2 separate regions of the Anas platyrhynchos genome follow, and region 2 is linked to region 1. The links are chromatin contacts, called in public Hi-C maps. All regions are on one chromosome and are shown on one strand. Each heading gives the region's core, a stretch centred on a gene start, on an enhancer-like site or on the middle of the called end of the contact. The rest is flanking DNA. Distances are from core to core; before and after follow the strand shown.

What was found. Hi-C and Micro-C count contacts between places; a contact is called where the count stands out from the background.
Region 2: a Hi-C map of skeletal muscle shows a contact between it and region 1, with 1.9 times the contacts expected there. The contact joins two enhancer-like sites.

What each region holds. Positions count from the first base shown.
Region 1 is chr6:6,724,491-6,728,131 of IASCAAS_PekinDuck_T2T, forward strand. MICU1 (mitochondrial calcium uptake 1) reads left to right here. Exons shown (of 15, transcript XM_038181198.2): 6 at 2,782-2,944. Among named protein-coding and RNA genes, the nearest start is that of MICU1, 28 kb to the left of the region's middle. Within about 2 kb of position 2,076, at least 1 of the 8 cell types and tissues checked has an H3K27ac peak or open chromatin away from gene starts, as enhancers often do.
Region 2 is chr6:6,760,869-6,764,509 of IASCAAS_PekinDuck_T2T, forward strand. MICU1 (mitochondrial calcium uptake 1) reads left to right here. Exons shown (of 15, transcript XM_038181198.2): 11 at 2,254-2,451. Among named protein-coding and RNA genes, the nearest start is that of DNAJB12, 17 kb to the right of the region's middle. Within about 2 kb of position 1,928, at least 4 of the 8 cell types and tissues checked have an H3K27ac peak or open chromatin away from gene starts, as enhancers often do.

The DNA of each region.
Region 1 (3,641 bases), core at 826-3,325:
CCATACTAGGCGGGGAGGAATGTGGCTGTGCTTCCCAAATAAGACACAAGCCAGGCGTGGAGGGTCCCTTCCAGTCCCTGCATGACTCGGGAGCAGCAGTTTCTGCAGGAAGAACACAGATGAAAACAAATCTGCCCATCTTTTTCAGACAGAAGCCCGTCTCTCTCCAGCCCTAAGGCCAAATGTGGTTGTTCTGAACCAGGTGCTGGTCGTGCTTCTGCTTCGTTGGAGGCAGGATGTGAGCGCTGGCCTGCCAGGTGCTGAGCTCTGGGTTTCAGCAGATTCGTTGCGGGTGGTGTTTAATCAGCAGCTGCCCTGGTGACTCAGCCCAGGAGGGATGTTTGCTCTCTGCTCTGCTGCAGAGCAAGGTGTGCCCTGGCTCCTGACTCAGAAGGGCGTGCTGCTTCCCCTGCCGTTCATGCGTGGCACCGAGGGAATTCCCGACTCTTCTCTGTTACCAAAAAAAGGAAAAAGACGCAGCAAAACCCCTTCCAGATCTCCCTGTTACTAGCCGAAAACAGCGTGGGGTTTTCCTTGAGGACAAATACTCCCAATTAAGCTTAATTTGAACGCTTGTTTGTTATCCTAGTGTTGCTTTTAATGCAGTTGATCGGCGGTGAGGCAATAAATTAGATGTGACATTGCTATTTTGGGCAGTGATTCAGCCAAGAGGAAGCCGAAATACAAATCACTGGTGCTGGGTGCTGCATGGATGAGGCCAGGGCACGTGCTGTGACCCATGCTTGTATAGGTCCTTGTATAGGACTTTGTATAGGACAGCCCGAGATCCCGTTCTCTTGTACAGTCAGGCTGTGAACTGAGATGCTAATTAGAGCTTTATTTTTTCATGTCTGCATGGGATTTTTTTCCTCTTAACACAAAGCTTAGCAGCAACACGACTGCAGCAGTGCCACGCAACAGTGGCATCAGCTTTGGGATTCCTTGCTCATCTTCCTTCCCCAGCACGTGCTCTGTAAGAAATGCCATCATAATAATAAAACAAGAGCGTGCTTGGCCAGGGAAGTGTCTTGGAGCCTCTTGTAGGCAAGAGGGTTGTGGAGGAGGGCTGCCCAGGATGGTTTTATCAAGGTTGGTTAGAATTAGCTTAAAAATCTCCTAAATGGGGGTGTGCTTAGCACTGGGTCTGAAACAGGCGAGCTGTTAGCACTCGGCGAGCCCCAGCCATCCCTTTCACGAGCTGCCCTTGTGTTCAGCCGGGTGCTGAAGTCAGAGGGGCAGGTCGTGGGGTGGTTGCTCATTTCTGCCAGTTAGGAAGATGATGTTAGCAGAAATGAGGTAATTGTGAGTTCAGCTGTGGGCAAAAGGAGGCCGGATTGCTGTGTTTGCTCATCTCCCTGGGAAGTTTGGGAAAGTGTGATTTCGGTTGTGATGAGAGCAGCCTGCTGGAACAGGTGGTTTAGATCTGACTTCTTTCTTCCAGACTGAATTACTCAAGCTGCTGCTTCGTTATTGCTTTTGGGAGCCACCTCGTGCTGCCAAGTGGTCTTTGTTCAGTCCCCATATCTTAGAGGACCTTGTGGACTTGGGCAATAAAAACGGGATTAGGTTTGTAGGGGCAAAGGCTGGGGACAGGAGGAAGAGGTGACAAAAACGTTGTGTGAAAAAAGAAGAAAAGAGGAAAGAGGGAGCTGGCGTAGGGGTTGATGCAAGGGTATTGCTGTGGTCCTGATGGGCTTCGGTATGAAAAAAAAGCTACGGTGATGTTAGGAGGAGTGTGAGATGATGTCAAAGCCGTATCAGTACCTCTGCGGCTGCAGGTGGGACCTTTCTCGTCCCCCAGCCACAGGCTGCCGGGGAGCGGAGCTGCACCGCGTGTAGGGAGGAAGGCTCTGTGTCCCTTGGAGGGATGAGAAGCCTCGTTTTGTCCTAGAAATATGAAAAATGAGAGAGGGTGTTTTCTCCCCGATAAACATCAGGGTGGAGAAGTTGTCCGAGTGAAAGGACAAGGCTGAAACAGGACCAAAGGAGTAAATTATTTACAGATGCCTTGGCAGCACCCTTGATCTTGCCTGGTCTCTTCCAGCTGATTGTTGTTTTTTTTGTTGTTTTATTTTGTGGCTCTTGGCCAGGAGTACCGAAAGCTTCAAGAACAAGATGGACTGTTAAACAGGGCGTGTAATAATGCAGAAACAACGAGCTAAACTAATAAGAGAAGCCGTCTGCTCTAACGCATGATGAAGTGTAGGGCTTGGTGCCTTTTTCCCCCTAGGTCATGGTTTTGATTACAAAAGCTTTGCTCTCTGATTAATTCTAGTCCTGTGTTTTGGGGAAAATAGTTCTAGGTGCAAAATCACTGCTGGCAGAGGTAGCCAGTGGCAAATTAGCACGGAGAAGACTGGCTAACCAACACTTTTGCAGTTTTGCCAAGGTGATAGGAAAGAGGGCAGAAGAGGCTCAATGCCCGAGCAACCAGCTGAGGCTCCAAGTCATTTTCTCCAAGGCCCAGCTTGAAGGGGAAGGACTTTCCCATCTCTTGATGACTTTTTTTTTTCTTTCAATTCATAGTCATGAACCAGACTGTTCGACACAGTGAATTTGGTTAGAAGTGCTGAGACGCTTTAGATTAACCCATTTGATGTTAGTGCTTTTTGGTGTTATACGTGGAAGTGTCTTCAGGGCTTTTTCATTTGACTCTTCATGGTGGCAGAGGAGAGACAAAACTTACCGCTAGTGAAGGCTCGCAGTGTAATCCTGTGACACTGGGTTAGGTGTCTGGGGTGGAACCGTGCACATCTCATGCTGGTTATGTTTGATTCCCAGGTGATGGAGTACGAGAACAGGATCAGAGCCTACTCCACGCCAGACAAAATCTTCAGATACTTCGCCACTCTGAAAGTGATAAATGAGCACGGCGAGTCTGAGGTTTTCATGACGCCACAGGATTTCGTGAGATCGATAACACCTAATGAAAAACAACCCGAAAGTAAGTGACGTATGTGTGTGCTGATTGCAGAAACTAACCCAGCAAAGAGGAGTAAACTGCAGTCTCTTTTTACCCTATCCTCAAATTTCATATCAAATAGTTACGTTGTTGAGTATCATCTGTCTCTGTGTTGACTCGTACAGCACAAATTGGGGGGTTGCTCTCCAGTTAGTGCCTGGGCTGCTGCCACAATAAAAAGTGGTGTTCTCACCCCAATAAAAAAGTGGTGTTCTCACCCCATGCTTTATGCCAATGGGATGAAGTGCAAGAGGACAAGGGAGCTGCAATGAACAGAGGAGGAGGGCAGAAGGCTACTGATGTATGAGCCAAACTCATCTCTCCAGCAGAGCCTGCAATGTGTCCGTGCAAGTTTATAAGTGGTTGTCTTGCAATGCTGCCAAATAATGTTGATAATTCAGGTTTGTAAGTGTTGCTCTGAGTTCTTGGGAGTTTTGAACCCAGGAGTGCTCGGGCTTAGAAAGCACCTCCTGAAGCTAGCGTGCATATTTAATAGAGCAAGATTCCTTTCAAGTGAAACACAGTAAGAACCGTTCCTAAACCTACAAAAAGAGAGTGCTCTGCCAAGGAAATTGAGGAATAGAGGAGTACAGGTAGCTTCATGTGCCCAGCTGAGCTGTGATGCTGCTGGCCAGGGTGGGCCTTGTCTCTGCCTGCTTCAAATTCCCTGATGTCTGTG
Region 2 (3,641 bases), core at 678-3,177, 36 kb after region 1:
GTTATCCGTGCATTAAGTCCCACAAAAATCCTCAGGAAGGGGACCATATTTTTGTTAAGCTCGTTGGATGTGTCACTGCATCTATAGAAAGGAATAAAATTACCTTTTAGCATCGGAATGTATTGAAGACTGATCTTGCAGAGCTTTTGAGTCAGCGGATGAAGGGACTGCTTCGGGAAGTGAGAAGAACCTGACAACATTGAAGCCAGGAAAAGTGTTGGAGACCACTTTTGACCCAAATGGTTAGTTGAAGCAAATTGCCACCATCTGCTCCTTGCAGATAGCAGCATAACTGATTGCTGCACTTTGCAAACAAAATTCAGGTAAACACATAGCTTCACTGGCAGGCACATGGATTTCGTTTTTGTGTAAGCACAGACACAATCATTTGTAAAAGAAATATTTCCTCACTCCTTATGGAGATGCCTCGGGACATTTTAAGGATGGCAGGGTTTGAAAACTTGTCCCATAAACATTGTAGCTGGCAGGGACAGGCAGAATTGCCATTTCCTAGGGAATACGTCACTAGAAGCGACGTCAGGTTAAAAGGGCAGTGCCTTTTTGTGGAAAAGGGAAAGAAAAGATTGGGCTCGAGCATCCTACCATCACTGCTGGCTGTGGGCACGTGGGAATGAATTTCATACTCCGTTTTCACACATCGTCTTTGGAGAGAGCCAGCAGCAGGTCTCTCTTCTCATTAACATCTGCAGACCTTGAGTGTTCATCAAGGAAAAAAAAATCACTTGTGGTAATGGAGCTAATATGCGAGTGAGAGGCTTTAACTACCCACCAGGAAGATATTAATTTCTTGTGCCTCGCTGAAGAGCCTCGGATTTTTTCCTGCTGATGCATAGACACAGCGCATAGCGCTAAATAGTTTGGTGCCTGCATCAGGATCGTCTTTAGCTTCTCATCCTTCAGGATGTAAACCAGAAATTGTTAGTTTACGCTCCTATTTTTAATTAAAATGCTGGATGGAAAGCAGTTAACTCACAGGCAGTGTTATCATTTCTCTACAAACCATTGCTTTTAACTATTTTCCTTGATTTTTTCCCCCTGTCTGGTCCAAAGGACGAAAGAGATCAGACGCTTAAGCTGAAATGCATTTACAACTAAAGACGACAGCAAAGCATCTGTGCAGAGCCGTACGATCGATGAGCTGTGGGGGAGGACAGCACTGGCAGGACTGGAGAACAACTTGTGGCGGCTGCCTGCCTTGCTGGGTATTAGGAGAATTCCCGAAAATAGGTACCAGCCAAATGGGTTTGGCTCCGCTGCCCACAGATGGACGTCCAGACTGTCTGGGGCTTCTTACGGATGGGGAGAGAAAGAGAGAGAGCCACGGGGCTGCCTGGCCCGGGGTGCCCTGTAAATAACAGCCGGGGGGAGATGCTCTATTGAACCGTCTGCAGCGGGGTAAACATTTGCTTCTGCAGAAGCAGGGGCAGGTTTCCAAGCTGGTCATAAACCGCATCCCTTCAGGCAGCTGATAAATATTTGCCTGAAACGTGCGTGCGGAGCTCACGGTTCAAGCGGAGCACAAAGCAAAAGAAGGAGCTGCTGTTTCCAGGGCTGCTGCGAACCAGAGGACAAGATCGTGTGCTGCCTTCTAGAAGGCACGGCATGCTGCCGAGAGCTTGAGAGGAAGAGTTTTTTAACTGGTAAACCTTGCGCCTCTCCTCTGCAGTCTCCATCCCTTTTTAAACACAGGGCTGTGCACGATGTTCATGCACTCACTCTTCTCTGCAGCTGCTCCCCCATCCCTGCTCATGACTTCTCACTTTCTGGGTGTTTTATTCAGCTTCTAGACCACGGAACTTGACCAGGACACACACACGGATGGTTTGCTGGGATTCCCAGGGCAGAGGGTTTTGTAAGATGCCGCTGTTATGGTGCCTGACCTCACACTTGGCCATGTTTGTGCAAATATCCGTCTGCTGATAACCCAGATGCGTTGTGGGGTGTGTTCTGCCGGGGGGTTGTTTGGGCTGATGCTGTCCGAGGAGCCCTTTGCTCTGCTTTGGGCAGCCCCTGCCCAAAGCTCGGGTGATAGAGGAGCTTACAGTCGTGGCAGAGAACATCAGGCAGCAAGAAGGGGTGCCCTTGGGTAGAAAAACCCCGATTTTGTGCATGGGGCAAAGGAAATGCGATGTGAGCTAGCTGGAGCTAGTGCCAGCTAACCAGGATACTTGGTTAAAAGAAGTCCAATCCAAGTGAATTTGGTACTAACATCCTCCCTCTTAATTTTTTTAGGTCCAGAGCATCATTCGCTCCCAAACCAGCATGGGCATGCGCCACAGAGACCGGTCGACCACTGGGAACACCCTGAAGACCGGCTTCAACTCTGCGCTGACCACCTACTTCTTCGGGGCAGATCTGAAGGGGAAGCTCACCATCTCCCACTTCCTGGAATTCCAGCGCAAGCTGCAACACGACATCCTCAAACTGGAGGTTTGACTTACTTTTGTGTACAGGGAGAGGGCAGCGCTGCATGTCCGTGCTGAATTTGTGAGGAGCGTGGTGCTCCCCAGGAACACCTCCAGCTCTCTGCAGTGGCGGAGAGCTTTTTGGAGCTCTTGTGGAGCTGCAGCAGCAGGAGGCAGGTCCTGGTGTGTGTCCTCCATGTGGGGCTTGCCTAGGCTTGGTAAGTGGTGATTGAGACCAGGAGTTATAACTTTCACAAAACTCTTTCCCCGTTTGCTTCACTGGTGTGAACATTTCTGCTGTGTAAGCATTCAATAAGAAATGTCCATCTATTCTGACTCTTCTGCCTTGAATTGAACTGAATGTCCCCTTTTTAATGTGCATCACCATGAGTTAACAGCAGCACCCAGTCTCCTCCTTGTAGTTGCATAGCCTGACTTCAAGCACCAAGCTTCAAAATTTGGTTTTAAATAATGTGAGTGCGAGAATAGCAATGGGGATTCCTTGGGGTCTGTCTTGGCCCCCAGGTGGAACTGACTTGGTTTAATGCAACGCACTTCTCCGGAGCAGGTTCAAGCTGGTTTGGGTAAAGCCAGGTTTTTCTTTGTGTCAGAAGTGAGGATTTTATGCTCCCAGCCAGAACGTGGTTAAGGCAGCATTCGGAGGTCACTAAGGCTTCTGCCTGGTGTGTGAATGCCCACGTGCTCAGTGCTCAGGCTGTGGGATCCTGCTAATGAACGGCGTTTTATTAAGTTGCCGTCAAGGCAGCCACTGTGAACCCAACCTGAATTTATTCCCTCTTCTGTTTGGAGTTTTATAAAGTAAGGAACTGACTGAAGGACTAGGCTTTTTGTGGGGGTAATTGTCCAGTTAGCTGAGTCCATTTAACTGCTCGTTAACGCTGGCGGTGTGCTGCGTGTCTGCAGCGGAATGGGCTGCTGGAGGAGAATGTTCTTTATGGGCTGGAAAGTGTCAGTTCCTCGCAGCTCCTCGACGAATGGAAAATGGATGAAATACTTTTTAAGGTTAAGAAACCTAAGGTGAAACTTGAACTCAACAGGAAGAAAAATAGAGATTTTGTCCTTACTGTTCTGCTTTGGCTTCCCACTGCCACTTTCTCTCCAGGGCCAGGCGACGAGCAGGCACTCAAGGATTATTTCTAACTGTGCTGGAGTCGTGTGCCCCCTCCACGGGTTCCCATATATCTCATTAGGAAG